Linked DNA regions of Pan troglodytes: region 1 is linked to region 2. Evidence: chromatin contacts called from public Hi-C data. All regions are on one chromosome and are shown on one strand. Each heading gives the region's core, a stretch centred on a gene start, on an enhancer-like site or on the middle of the called end of the contact. The rest is flanking DNA. Distances are from core to core; before and after follow the strand shown.

The links. A called contact is a pair of places that touch in the nucleus more often than the background predicts.
Region 1: a Hi-C map of induced pluripotent stem cells shows a contact between it and region 2, with 3 times the contacts expected there. The contact joins the promoter of CBLC here to the enhancer-like site in region 2. A contact is called at or near these places in 3 of 7 Hi-C or Micro-C datasets (induced pluripotent stem cells and stem cell-derived neural progenitor cells) and 1 of 1 other capture datasets (stem cell-derived neural stem cells).

Annotation. Positions count from the first base shown.
Region 1 is chr20:47,733,001-47,739,859 of NHGRI_mPanTro3-v2.0_pri, forward strand. CBLC (Cbl proto-oncogene C) reads left to right here and starts at 1,680. Exons shown (of 10, transcript XM_016936170.4): 1 at 1,680-2,100; 2 at 4,776-4,922; 3 at 5,088-5,244; 4 at 5,736-5,857. The coding sequence starts at 1,748.
Region 2 is chr20:47,639,964-47,646,902 of NHGRI_mPanTro3-v2.0_pri, forward strand. All of the region lies in intron 2 of LOC129138138 (a long non-coding RNA gene), which reads right to left. It overlaps CEACAM19 (CEA cell adhesion molecule 19), which reads left to right. Exons shown (of 9, transcript XM_063801896.1): 9 at 1-337. Among named protein-coding and RNA genes, the nearest start is that of CEACAM16, 16 kb to the right of the region's middle. Within about 2 kb of position 5,343, at least 1 of the 24 cell types and tissues checked has an H3K27ac peak or open chromatin away from gene starts, as enhancers often do. A contact at or near this core is called in induced pluripotent stem cells, where this site is marked.

The sequences.
Region 1 (6,859 bases), core at 430-2,929, 89 kb after region 2:
AATAAAAGTTAGTTATTACTATTATTCTCTGATTCAAAGTTCTCTAGATATGTGCACATTTGCGATCAGAACTTGGCCTGGTCTGACCAGGCATGGTGGCTCACGCCTGTAATCCCACCTCTTTAGGAGGCCGAGCAGGCAGGATTGATTGAGCCCAGGAGATCCAGGCTGCAGTGAGCTATGATCAGGCCACTGCACTCCAGCCTAAGCAACAGAGCAAGACCAAGCAAGACCCTGTATCACAGGAAAAAAAAAAAAAAAAAAAGAACTTGGCTTGGCCTAGGACGGGGCGCGGCCAGAATGCCTTGCTTAGGGGCAAGGCCCACAGCGCCCCGATGGCTGCCCAGCGAGCAACTGAGCCACCAGGCTGATGTTACAGGTTCTACAGGTTGGGTGAAAGCCACGCCCGGCCACCCCTACACAAATGAGTTGCTCCCCGCCCCCACAGTCTTGAACCCCATCCTCCCGCCTGGCTTCTTCGGGACTCAGGAGTATGTTAACTCTGGCCTGATTTCTCCCATGCCACACCATTAGGGGGACCCAGAAATCTTGTTGCCAAATTCCTGCCCCCTCATACACCCACTTTCGAACCCTTGCTTCTAGGGAACCCAAGGGCCTGGTGGCTCTGTGCCTCCTTCCTCGGAGACAGAGAGAGAGCAATGCCTCCCTGACCGGTTCCTCCTTGAAATCTCAGTTATCTGACCTTTAATCCCATGCCACGACCGAAGACCCATACCTTCGACAAGGTGCTGTGTCCAAGTCCCACCTCTCGGTAGCTCCCAGCCCTTCCCCTCCCCTCTCCAAGAAGAGTCCCGTGGCAGGGCAAAATGGCTCACGCCTGTAATCCCAGCACTTTAGGAGGCCGAGGCGGATGCATCGCTTGAGCTCAGAAGTTCAAGACCAGCCTGGGCAACATGGTGAGACCCCGTCTCTACTAAAAATACAAAAAATAAAATAAAATAGCCAGGACTGCTGATGCGCGCCTGTGACCCCAGCTACTCAGGAGGGTGAGGTGGGAGGATCACTTGAGCCTGGGAGACAGAGGTTGCAGTGAGCTAAGATCTCACCACTGCACTCCAGCCTGGGTGAAAAAGCAAGACCCTGTCTCAAAAAAGAAAAGTCCCAGGCCTCCCCTAGCCCCTTGCCCCTCTCTGAAGGGACCCAGATATCCTACCTGCACTTCCCACCCACACACTGAGAAGCCCCCTCCTACCGCTACCCACCAAAGCCACCCTACCCTGCTCCTTTTTGAGAATCAAACTCAAATCGCACCAGCTAATTTTTTTTTCTTTTTTGTATTTTTAGTAGAGACACGGTTTCACCATGTTGGCCAGGCTGGTCTCGAACTCCTGACCTCAGGTGATCCGCCTGCCTCGGCCTCCTAAAGTGCTGGGATTACAGTTGTGAGTCATCGCGCCCAGCCACATTTTATTTTATTTTTAAAAATTTTTTAGAGATAGGGCCTCACTATGTTGCCCAGGCTGGTTTTGAACTCCTGGGCTCAGGTGATCCTTCCACCTCGGCCACCCAAAGTGCTGGGATTACAAGCATGAGCCACCGCTCCCGGCCTCCAAATCCCACCTCTTGAAGACCCACGTGCCAGGTCCTCCAGCCCCCGCCCCCTTTGGAGACACTGGTACCTGCAGGCCCCTCCCCGGTTCTCTAGGACCCGCCCTCTCCTTTCACTCTGGGCGAGGCCGCGCCTAACTCAGCCGCACCGGTCCTTCCCGGCACACGCGAGGCTCCCATGGCTCTGGCGGTGGCCCCGTGGGGGCGACAGCGGGAAGAGGCCCGCGCCCTGGGCCGGGCAGTCAGGATGCTGCAGCGCCTAGAAGAGCAATGCGTCGACCCCCGGCTGTCCGTGAGTCCCCCTTCGCTGCGGGACCTGCTGCCCCGCACAGCGCAGCTGCTTCGAGAGGTGGCCCATTCTCGGCGGGCGGCCGGCGGAGGCGGCCCCGGGGGTCCCGGTGGCTCCGGGGACTTTCTACTCATCTACCTAGCCAATCTGGAGGCCAAGAGCAGGCAGGTGGCCGCGCTGCTGCCTCCCCGGGGCCAAAGGAGTGCCAACGACGAGCTCTTCCGGGCGGGCTCCAGACTCAGGTGAGCCTTCGCCCCAGAACAAAGTCCTCTGGGGTGAGGCCCAGGTCTTGCTCCCAGCCCCTCCTCCCCCAGACCCAGGAACTCAGGCCCCCACCCCCTCCTCCCTCAGACCCAGGAACTCAGGCCCCCACCACCTCCTCCCTCAGACCCAGGAACTCAGGCCCCCATCCCCTCCTCCCTCAGACTCAGGGCTCCAGCCCCCAGCCTCTCCTCCCTCAGACCCAGGGGTCCAGGCCCCAGCCCCTCCTCCCTCAGACCCAGGGGTCCAGGCCCCAGCCCCTCCTCCCTCAGACCCAGGGGTCCAGGCCCCAGCCCCTCCTCCCTCAGACCCAAGAACTCAGGCCCCCACCCCCTCCTCCCTCAGACACAGGAACTCAGGCCCCCATCCCCTCCTCCCTCAGACTCAGGGGTCCAGGCCCCCAGCCCCTCCTCCCTCAGACCCAGGGGTCCAGGCCCCAGCCCCTCCTCCCTCAGACCCAGAAACTCAGGCCCCCATCCCCTCCTCCCTCAGACTCAGGGGTCCAGGCCCCCAGCCCCTCCTCCCTCAGACCCAGGGATCCAGCCCCCAGCCCCTCCTCCCTCAGACCCAGGGATCCAGGCCCCAGCCCTTCCTCCCTCAGACCCAGGGGTCCAGGCCCCAGCCCCTCCTCCCTCAGACCCAGGGGTCCAGGCCCCAGCCCCTCCTTCCTAAGGGAACCTGGAAAATGGGCCACCCAGTTTTCTCCTTCCTTGGGCACCCATGCCCTCAGCCCGATTTTGCCATTTCCTTGGTCACCCAGCAGCCCAATTCTGGTTCCCACTATCCCACTATCTCAGAATTCAGGGACCCCATGGGGTTTCCTACATTGAGGATAAAATAAAAGTTAGCTATTACTATTATTCTCTGATTCAAAGTTTTCTAGATGTGTGCACATTTATGATCAGAACTTGGCCTGGTCTGGCCGGGTACGGTGGCTCACACCTGTAATCCCAGCTCTTTAGGAGGCCCAGCTGGGAGGATCAGGCCTCAGAATGTGGAGACCCCATGGGCTCCTAGGTGGAGGAGAGGTAGATGGACACACCCAAAGAAACTGATCATTAGGCCCCCATCACGGTTTCTGCCTGGACTACCCACTTGGTCTTTAGTTCCTGAGGAACAGCTGGCTCCAGACCCAGGACCTGCCTGGAGGCCACCCCTCTGCTGTTCTGCACTGAGGAAGGAATCTCAGAGTGACCGGGCAGATGAGGTTTGGGGCTCAGAGCCCAGAACAAGGTCTAGTTCAGTGACCCATGCCACTTCTTTATATTAAATATTTTGTAGTGTCTCTTTTTTTTTTTTTTTTTTTTTGGACACAAGGTCTGGCCCTGTCGCCCAGACTGGAGGGCAGTGGCACCATCATGACTCACTGCAGCCTCCAACTCCTGGGCTCAAGTGATCCTCCCACCTCAGCCTCCCATGTAGCTGGGACCACAGGCGTGCACCACCATGCCAGGCTAATCTTTTTATTTTTTGGTAGAGAGGAGGTCTTGCTATGTTGGCTAGGCCGGTCTCAAACTCCTGGCCTTATGCGATCTTCGTACCTCAGCCTCCCAAAGTGCTGAGATTATAGGCGAGAGCCACCATGTCCAGCCAAGTGTTTCCTTAATTCATCCTGAAAGGACATGCAGAGGTTCAACAACCTACCCACCTATAGTTTTTTAATCACTATAATGCCCAAATTATAAGAGAGTGATCAAAGGAATTTTTTCATAAATATTATCTATGTTTTAAATGAAAATGCCAAGGCACAATTATTCTTGGAAGGCAGAGCTGACTAGTCAGACACTCGTACCTGTAGGTAGAACCACTGTCATACAGAATCAAATAGTCTTCCCTTAATATATAGGAGAGCTGGATTTCTGCAAAATTCAGCATAATTTTTTTTTTTTTTTTTTTTTTGAGACATGGTCTCACTCTGTTGCCCAGGCTGGAGTGCAGTGGCGCAATTTTGACTCACTGCAGCCTCTGCCTCCCATGTTCAAGCAATTCTCCTGCCTCAGCCTCCCAAGTAGCTGGGATTACAGGCACCCGCCACCACGCAGCGATAATTTTTATAGTTTTTATTAGAGACAGGGTTTCACCATGTTGGCCAGGCTGTTCTCAAACTCCTGACCTCAAGTGATCCACCCACCTCAGCCTCCCAGAGTGCTGGGATTACAGGCATGAGCCACTGCTTCTGGCCAAAATCTAATAAAAGCCATGTATATCGATTTTAATTTTTTTTTTTTTTTTTTTTTTTTTTGAGATGGAGTCTTATTCTGTCACCCAGGCTGGAGTGCAGTGGCATGATCTCAGCTCACTGCTACCTCTGCCTCCTGGGCTCCAGCGATTCTCCTGCCTCAGCCTCCTGAGTAGCTGGGATTATAGGCGGGCGCCACCACGCCAGGCTAATTTTTGTATTTTCAGTACAGACAGGGTTTCACCATGTTGGCCAGGCTGGTCCCAAACTCCTGACTTCAAGTGATCCACCCACCTCAGCCTCCCAGAGTGCTGGGATTACAGGCGTGAGCCACCACGCCCAGCAGGAATGGACTCTTACCTTACACTGTTGAGATAGAGTCCAGAGCCTTATCCCTGCAGGTGTTCCCCATGAGGGGAGGAAGAGGGTGTCAGTGGGAGCCCCAAGGATAGCCAGAGTCCTTGCCCATCCCCACAGGCGACAGCTGGCCAAGCTGGCCATCATCTTCAGCCACATGCACGCAGAGCTGCACGCACTCTTCCCCGGGGGAAAGTACTGTGGACACATGTACCAGCTCACCAAGGCCCCCGCCCACACCTTCTGGAGGGAAAGTTGCGGAGCCCGGTGAGTAAGCCCTTGTCCTCAGGGACCCTCAGCTCCCGGAGCCCCATCCTGCCCTGGCCCAGGGACCCAGGGGTCCAGGCCCACAGCTGCTTCTTTCCTGGAGACCCTCCCATCATAGGCTCTGGGAGGCCTCAGCGGTGTCTCCCCCACCCCTCTCCCACCCAGGTGTGTGCTGCCCTGGGCTGAGTTTGAGTCCCTCCTGGGCACCTGCCACCCTGTGGAACCAGGCTGCACAGCCCTGGCCTTGCGCACCACCATTGACCTCACCTGCAGCGGGCACGTGTCCATCTTCGAGTTCGACGTCTTCACCAGGCTCTTTCAGGTCAGGGAAGGCCAAGGCTGGGAGCTAGACTCGGGTCCAGGAGGAAGTAGAGGGCTGAATCCTGGATTCCTGGGTCTGAGGGAGGAGGGGCCGGGACCTGGACTCCTGGGTCTGAGGGAGGAGGGGCTGGGACCTGTACTCCTGGGTCTGAGGGAGGAGGGCCTGGGGCCTGGACTCCTGGGTCTGAGGGAGGAGGGGGCTGGAGACCTGGACTCCAGGGTCTGAGGGAGGAGGGGATGAGGGCCGGGACTCCAGGGTTTGAGGGAGGAGAGGGCTGGGGGCCTGGACTCTTGGGTCTGAGGGAGGAGGAAGCTAGGGTCCCAAACTCCTGAGTTCTGGAGAAAGAAGAGCTTGGGGTCTTGTAAAAGGGATATGCCTGAGGCCCACCATGGTTGTGAAGGAGGTGGTTGGATCCTCGAGCCCTAGGGACTACTTAGGGATGTGAGCTGCTTCCCTGGTCACTCCCTGACCCAAGCCCTGTCCCACCCCAGCCATGGCCAACACTCCTCAAGAACTGGCAGCTCCTGGCAGTCAACCACCCAGGCTACATGGCCTTCCTCACCTATGATGAGGTCCAAGAGCGTCTGCAGGCCTGCAGGGACAAGCCAGGCAGGTAAAGGGTCCAGGGCTCAGCAGAACAAGGCTGCAGGGCTCAGGGATCTGGGCTCTGGGCTGGTGCGTGGTGGAGCCCAGATGTCCTTCCAAGAGTGGGAACAGAGGTACCCAGGACCCCAGAGAGTTGATAACTCAGAGGCAGGACACTGAGTGCCCCTCCCAGCCCGCCTCTTCTCTCGAGGCCTCCTGTACTGTCCCATAATCCTGCAGCTAAGGGACAGTGCCCGCTCTAGCAAGGAGCCCAAAGACCCGCTTGAGGGTAAGGTCCGTTTCTGGTAGGTCAGAGTCATGTTGTACCATCTGTTCAGTATTTTGAGTATGAATTTCCCAACTGTTGGCATAGGAGACTGAAAAACAAGACATGAGAGTCCTTAAATTATTTCAACCAGGAGTTTTGAGCTGTTGGGTCCCCCTAGAGGGCTGAGAATTGAGCTGTCTAGATACCAAGAGAATAGAAGGTCAGGTTTGTGAGTCTCTGCAGGGCTGAGGTGCAGGGGTAGGACGGTGAGTGCATTAGCATTCTTCCAGTTACACTTCAAACTGATTTAAGGGAAAAGAAAAAGGAAAGAATAAATTCCTATAATTGAAAAGGCCAGGCCCCGCACAGTGGCTCACACCTGTAATCCCAGCATTTTGGGAGGCCGAGGCGGGCAAATCACTTGAGGTCAGAAGTTCGAGATCAGCCTGGCCAACATGGTGAAACCTCATCTCTACTAAAAATACAAAAATTAGGCCTGGCGCAGTGGCTCACGCCTGTAATCCCAGCATTTTGGGGGGCCGAGGTGGGTGGATCACCTGAGGTCAGGAGTTCAAGACCAGCCTGGCCAACATGGTGAAACCCCATCTCTACTAAAAATACCAAAAATTTAGCCAAGCGTGGTGGCGTGCGCCTGTAATCCCAGCTACTTGGGAGGCTGAGACAGGAGAATCACTTGAACCCAGGAAGTGGAGGTTGCAGTGAGCCAAGATCACGCCATTGCACTCCTGCCTGGGCAACAAG
Region 2 (6,939 bases), core at 4,093-6,592:
CACGGCTGCCGGACCCCTTCCCTGTTCAGGCAGGCCCAGCCCCTCTCAGAACCCGCTGCCAGCTGCTGGTCTTGGCCCCCACCCTGAATCTCACTGAGTCCCTCTGGGCAGCAGCTCCCTTCTCCACCCCACCCCAGCCCGCATCCCAAATGTGGCCTCAGCTTGTCCTCCCCTTCCCCAAACTATGCATTCATTTAGCAATAAATGAGCCTTTGCTGTATGCCAGACCCAGTTCTAAGCTCTTGCAGCCCTGGTAGAAAGCAAAACAAAAACTCCCGCTTTCCCAGAGGGTCACTTGGCAGGGGAAAGAATCAGGAAATAAAATAAATAATGAACATGTGTTGTCTGTCAGATGGGGATAAGTGTATTGGGGAAATGGAGGGGGGTCGAGAGTATTGGGGGACTGAGATTTTTAATTAGGGCACAGAGATCCTCGCTGAGAAGGTGACAAATGAGCAAAGACTTGTAGGAGGGGAAGAAAGGAGCCATGTGGGGCTCTGGAGGAAGAGCATTCCAGACAGCGGGAATAGCCAGTGCAAAGGCCCTGGGGCAGAAGCATGCCTGGCATATTCAAGGAGCAGCAAGGGGGCTGGGCATGGTGGCTCACACCTATAATCCCAGCACTTTGGGAAGCCAAGGCAAGCAGATCATTTGAGGTCAGGGGTTCAAGACCAGCCTGGCCAACATGGTGAAACCCCTTCTCTATTAAAAATACAAAAATTAGCCAGGCATGGTGGTGGGCACCTGTAATCCCAGCAACTGGGGAGGCTGAGGCAGGAAAATCACTTGAACCCGGGAGGCGGAGTTTGCAGTGGGCCAAGATCGTGCCCCTGCACTCCAGCCTGGGTGACAGAGCAAGACTCCACCTCAAAAAAAAAAAAAAAAAAAAAGAGCAGCAAGGAGGCCAGTGTGGTGGAGAGGGTGGGGAAGGAGGAAAAGGTGGGTGGAAGTTGACGTCAGGAGATGGACGGAGGGGCACATGGCGCAGGGCCAGGTAAGGCACTGCCGAGACTGTGGCTTTGAGGGGCAGGGTGCTGTGAAAGGCGAATAACGGCCCCCCAGTGACGTCTACATCCTAATCCCCTGTGAATGTTACGTTATATGACAAAAGAATGCAGCCATGATTATGTTCAGGATCCTGCTTTGGGGAGATTATCCTGGATTGCCCTGGCAGGCTCTTCATGTAATCACACAGATCCTTATAATCAAGAAGGACACAGGAAGCGTGAGTCAGAGGGGCTGTGACAACAGCCCTTTGAAGACGGGAGAAGGAGCTGAAAGTCAAGCAGCACTTCAGAGTCAGAATGATTGAGTGTGAGAAAGAGTCCATGGGCCATTGTGAGTGTTGAAGATGGAAGGGGGCCTTGAGCTAAGGAATGCAAGAAACTTCTAGAAGCTGGAGGAGGGCCAAGCTCAGTGGCTCACGCCTGCAGTCCCAGCACTTTGGGAGGCCAAGGTGGGAGGATCGCTTGAGGCCAGGAGTTGGAGACCAGCCTGGGCAACATAGCAAGACCCCGTCTCTTAAAAAAAAAAAAAAAAAAAAAAAAACAGAACCGAGGGTGGTGGCTCATGCCTGGAATCCCAGCACTTTGGGAGGCCGAGACAGGGGGATCACCTGAGGTCAGGAGTTCAAGAATCAGCCTGGCCAAGATGGGGAAACCCCATCTCTACCAAACATAGAAAAATTAGCCAGGCGTGGTGGCGGGTGCCTGTAATCCCAGCTACTGGAGAGGCAGAGGCAGGAGAATCGCTTGAACCCAGGAGGCGGAGGTTGCAGTGAGCCAAGGTTGCACCATTGCACTCCAGCCTGGGTGACAGAGCGAGACTCTGTCTTTAAAAAAAAAAAAAAAAATCAGAATTGAGGAAAGGCAAGAAAATGGATTTTCTTCCTACAACCTCCAGAAAGCAACACAGTCCCGCTGAAACCTTGGCTTTAGTGCAGTGAGACCCATTTTGGATTCTTGACCTCCAGAACTATAAGATAACAAACTTGTGTTGTTTTAAGCCACTAAATTTGTGGCAATTTTTTACAGGAAACGGGAAACTAATCTAGAGGATGAGGAAGAAATCACAGAAGGAGAAGTTGCGTCTCATGCTGACTCAGTATGCAAATACTCTCTGGGAGACTTCTCCATCCTCAGACCGCTCCAGACACCGAATGCCTGGGCCTTTGACCGCCTTGCTAAGAGGGTCAACCAGGCCAGCCAGGTAGCCAGGGCTCAGGGCTAGGAGTGTGAGGGAATTCCATCTTTTCTCTCTCTCTCTCTTTTTTTTTTTCTTTTTTGAGACTTTTCTTTTTTGAGTCTTGCTCTGTCGCCGAGGCTGGAGTGCAGTGGCGCGATCTCAGCTCACTACAACCTGCGCCTCCCAGGCTCAAGCAATTCTCCTGCCTCAGCCTACCAAGTAGCTGAACTACAGGTGCACACCACCTCACCCGGCTACTTTTTTTTTTTTTTTTTTTTTTGTATTTTCAGTAGAGACGAGTTTCACCATGCTGGCCAGGCTGGTCTCAAACTCCTGGCTCTGCAGACAGGAGGACTGAAATCCATGGTGGCAGACGCCTATAATCCCAGAACTTTGGGAGACCAAGGCAGACGGATTACTTGAGGTAGGAGTTCAAGGCCAGCCTGGCCAACATGCTGAAATACAGTCTCTACTAAAAATACAAAAATTAGCCGGGAGTGGTGGTAGGTTGAGACAGGAGAATCGCTTGAATCCGGGAGGCAGAGGTTGCATTCAGCCGAGGTCATGCCACTACACTCCAGCCTAGGCAACAGAGCAACACTCTAGAACAAAACATTGACAGAATTTGTTTCTGGTTTGGATACAGGGGATTGGAGAGAAGAGTGTGCCAATAATTGGTTTGTTCATCAATTCAATGAAGATTTATTGAGCATCTGTTGTGGACAGCCCTATTCTAGGTTCTGGGGAGACAGCCATGAATGAGACAGCGATGGCTGCTTTTGGAGAGCTGACCTTCTAGTGGGAGACAGGCCACAGAAAAACAAAGCACATGGAACATAATGTCAGGGATGACGATGCTGTGAAGGAATGGAGCAGGTGCTAAGAACCTACTGGAACGGGCATGCTTAAGAGGTGCTGGAGAGGGTCAACTCTTGGGTGACTGCTTCGAGCAATGGGAGGGTGGGGAGCAAGGGTGTTGTACACACTGCGACAGGGCCAGGTTTGCAAAAGAAATCAAGACATGGCCACACAAACACTTCTGTGTGACTGTTCACAGCAGCATTATTCACAATAGCCAAAAGGTAGAAATAACCCAAATGCCCATGAACAGACGAATGAGTTTTTTTGTTTATTTGTTTTGTTTTGTTTTTGTTTTTGAGACAGTCTTACTCTGCTGCCCAGACTGGAGTGCAATGGCGCAATCTTGGCTCACTGCAACCTCCACCTCCTGGGTTCAAGCCATTCTCCTTCCTCAGCCTCCAGAGTAGCTGGGACTACAGGCGCCCACCACCACGCCTGGCTAATTTTTTGTATTTTTAGTAGAGATGGGGTTTCACTGTATTAGCCAGGATGGTCTCGATCGCCTGACCTCGTGATCCGCCCAACTCGGCCTCCCAAAGTGCTGGGATTACAAGCGTGAGCCACCGCGCCCGGCATGGTATTTTTACTGTATCTTTTCTATGTTTAGGTACACGAATATTTATCATTGTGCTACAATTGCCTACAGTTTTCAGTGCAGCCACAGGCTATGCAAGTTTGTCGCCTAGGAGCAATAGCCTGTACCTATACCCTAGATGTGTAGCGGGCTCTACCATCTAGGTTTGTGTAAACACATTCTGTGATGTTCACACAACAGTGAAATCGCCTAAAGACTCATTTCTCAGAACATATCCTCATCATGAAGTGACGCATGGCTGTATTATCCAGTGGAACATTATTCAGCCATGAAATGAAGCCCTGACACATACTGCAGCAAGGATGACCCTGAAAACGCTGTGCTAAGTGAAAGAAGCCAGACGTAAAGGACTCCATATGGTAGGGTCCCATTGTTATGAAATGCCCAGGCAATTCATCAAGACAGAAAGTGGATGTAGTAGTTGTTGGGTTGGGAGGAAGGGCGGAATGGGGAAGTGACTGCTCATGGATACAAGCTTTCTCTTAGGGGTGATAGGATGTTCTCAATGTTTTGTTTGTTTGTTTTCTTTTGTTTTGTTTTGTTTTTTGAGATGGAGTCTTGCTCTTTCGCCCAGGCTGGCATGATCTCGGCTCACTGCAACCTCCGCCTCCCGGGATCAAGCGATTCTCCTGTCTCAGCCTCCCGAGTAGCTGACATCACAGGTGTATGCCACCACACCTGGCTAATTTTTGTATTTTTAGTAGAGACAGGGTTTCACCATGTTGGCCAGGCTGGTCTCGAACTCCTGAGCTCAGGCAATCCGCCCACCTCAGCCACCCAAAATGCTGGGATTACAGTCATGAGCCACGGCATCCAGCCATGTTCTCAAATTGGTTGTAACGATGGCTGCACAACTCTGTGAATATACTAAAAGCTATTGAATTGTACACTTTATTTTGGTTTTGTTTTCATTTTAAGAGACGGGGTCTTGCTCTCTCACCCAGACTGGAGTGCAGTGGTTGCGATCTGGGCTCATTGCAGCCTCAACCTCCTGGGCTCAAGTGATCCTCCTTCCTCAGACTCCTGAGTAGCTAGGATTACAGGCGTGCACCACCACGCCCGGCTAATTTTTGTATTTGGTAGAGACGGGGTTTCACCGTATTGTCCAGGCTGGTCTCGAACTCCTGACCTCAAGTGATCTGCCTGCCTTGGCCTCCCAAAGTGCTGGGATTACAGGTATGAGCCATGGCACTCAGCCCGCATTGTATACTTTACATGGATGAATTGTGTGGTATGTGAATTACACCGCAAAACCGTTTAAAAAAGAAGAAAGGGTGGAGCCTTTCCGAACCTATTCTGGTTCAGGGGCTGCCAGATTCGCAAAATATTTTTTAAAAGAAAGAGAGAAATGGGGTGGGGGAGGGAGGAGGAGTGTGGGGGGGGGGAAGAGGTGGAGAAAGAAAAGAAAGAGAAAAAAAAGAAAGAGAGAGAAAGAAAGCGGGGAGGAAAAGAGGGAGCGAGGGAGTGGGGAGAGAAAGCAGGCGGGTTTGAGAGGTCAGTACTGAGTCGGCAGGAGGGGATAGCTGGAGACCGGGGTCGGGGTGTGTGAGTGGGGACAGTGAACATAAGTGCATCTTGTAGCACCTGATTCATTGTCACTCCAGAAATGTCACCTTCTTTCACTGTTTGGGGTTTGTGCTTATTGGGTCGTCACTATTGCCAGACTTGCTGCAAGAGAGGGTCAGCCCTGAGCCAGCAGGGGGCAGCAGAGCACCACACAGATCATGCACAAGCGCTGCAGCAACCTTGAGCCCCCCATGCGCCCACCCTGTCTCTGCCCCTTTCTTTACCCCTCTGGGAATCCAGAGAGTCTATCCAGCTCCAACCCCAAACCTGGACACCTCCCTCCCCACTCTCACGGCAGGCACCAGGCCCTGCCCTCCAGGCCTCTTGAACTTGGCCTTCTCCAGTACCTGCAGCCCAGCCCTGGGCCAGGCAGCTTCTCTCCCCTCCCTGCCCCAGCCTCCCGCCTGGACTCCTCCCTACTCCCATTCTCCTACCACACAGCAGCCCAAGGGATCTTTCTAAAGCCCAAACTCAACCTAGCCCCTTCCTGCTCAAAACCATCCATGGCTCCCCAGTGCCTTAGAGTCCAAGCTCCTCACCACTGCCTCCAACGCCTGCAAAGTCCAGGGGACGCTCAGTCTCATCTCTCAGCACCCACCGCCCTCTCACCTTCACCCCTGGTCTACAGTCCACCAGATTTAACTTCTTTCTGTTTCCCCACACACTGTGTACCATCTCACTTCCAGGCCCTTGCACACCCCCAGGCACACAGCTCCACTCTTCCTGCCCACCCCATTCACCCTCCAAGTCTCAACTCATACACCTCCTCCTCCAGGAAGCCCTCCTTGACCTCCAAGCTGGGTCAGATCCCTCTTGTGAGCTCACCCACCCCAGCCCCGCCCAGTCTGGGCCATCACTGCCTGGGGATGGGTCTGTCCCGCTGAACTATGAGCCCCATAAGCACAATTGCTATCTCCATCACTGAGGGGCTCCCAGCACTGACCAGCACAAGGCAGAGGCCCAAGGAGTGTGGATGCTCATTATACACATCCTTCCCTTTCCCAACTTAGCAGTCCCCATTCATTCATTGACAAACGTTTATTGAGCAACTACTATCACCAAACTCTGTTACATGAACTTGACTGGCATGAGAGAGGTGAAGATAAACCAGCCCAGCTCCTACTCTCAGGGAGCTTGAGGTCTAGTAGGGGAGATGACCTGGAACTCAATGTAATAATAATAATTAATAATAAACATTACCGAGCACTTATTATACGCCATGCACTATGCTAAGGGCTTTACATTTATTCACTGATATCCTCACAACGGTTCTGAGTGAAGTTTTGCCATTGAAAGTAATGGCAAAGCCAGGCGCAGTGGCTCACTCCTGTAATCCCAGCACTTTGGGAGGCCAAGGCGGGCAGATCACCTGAGGTCAGGAGTTCGAGACCAGCCTGACCAAGATGGAGAAATCCTATCTCTACTAAAAATTAGCTGGGCATGGTGGTGCATGCCTGTAATCCCAGCTACTCGGGAGGCTGATGCAAGAAAATCGCTTGAACCCAGGAGGCAGAGGTTGCGGTGAGCTAAGATCGCACCATTGCACTCCAGCCTGGGCAACAAGAGTGAAACTCTTGTCTCAAAAAAAAAAGTAATGGCAAATTGGCTGGGCGCAATGGCTCACTCCTGTAATCTCAGCACTTTGGGAGGCCGAGGCGGGCAAATCACAAGGTCAGGAGTTTGAGATCAGCCTGGCCAACATGGTGAAACCCATCTCTACTAAAAATACAAAA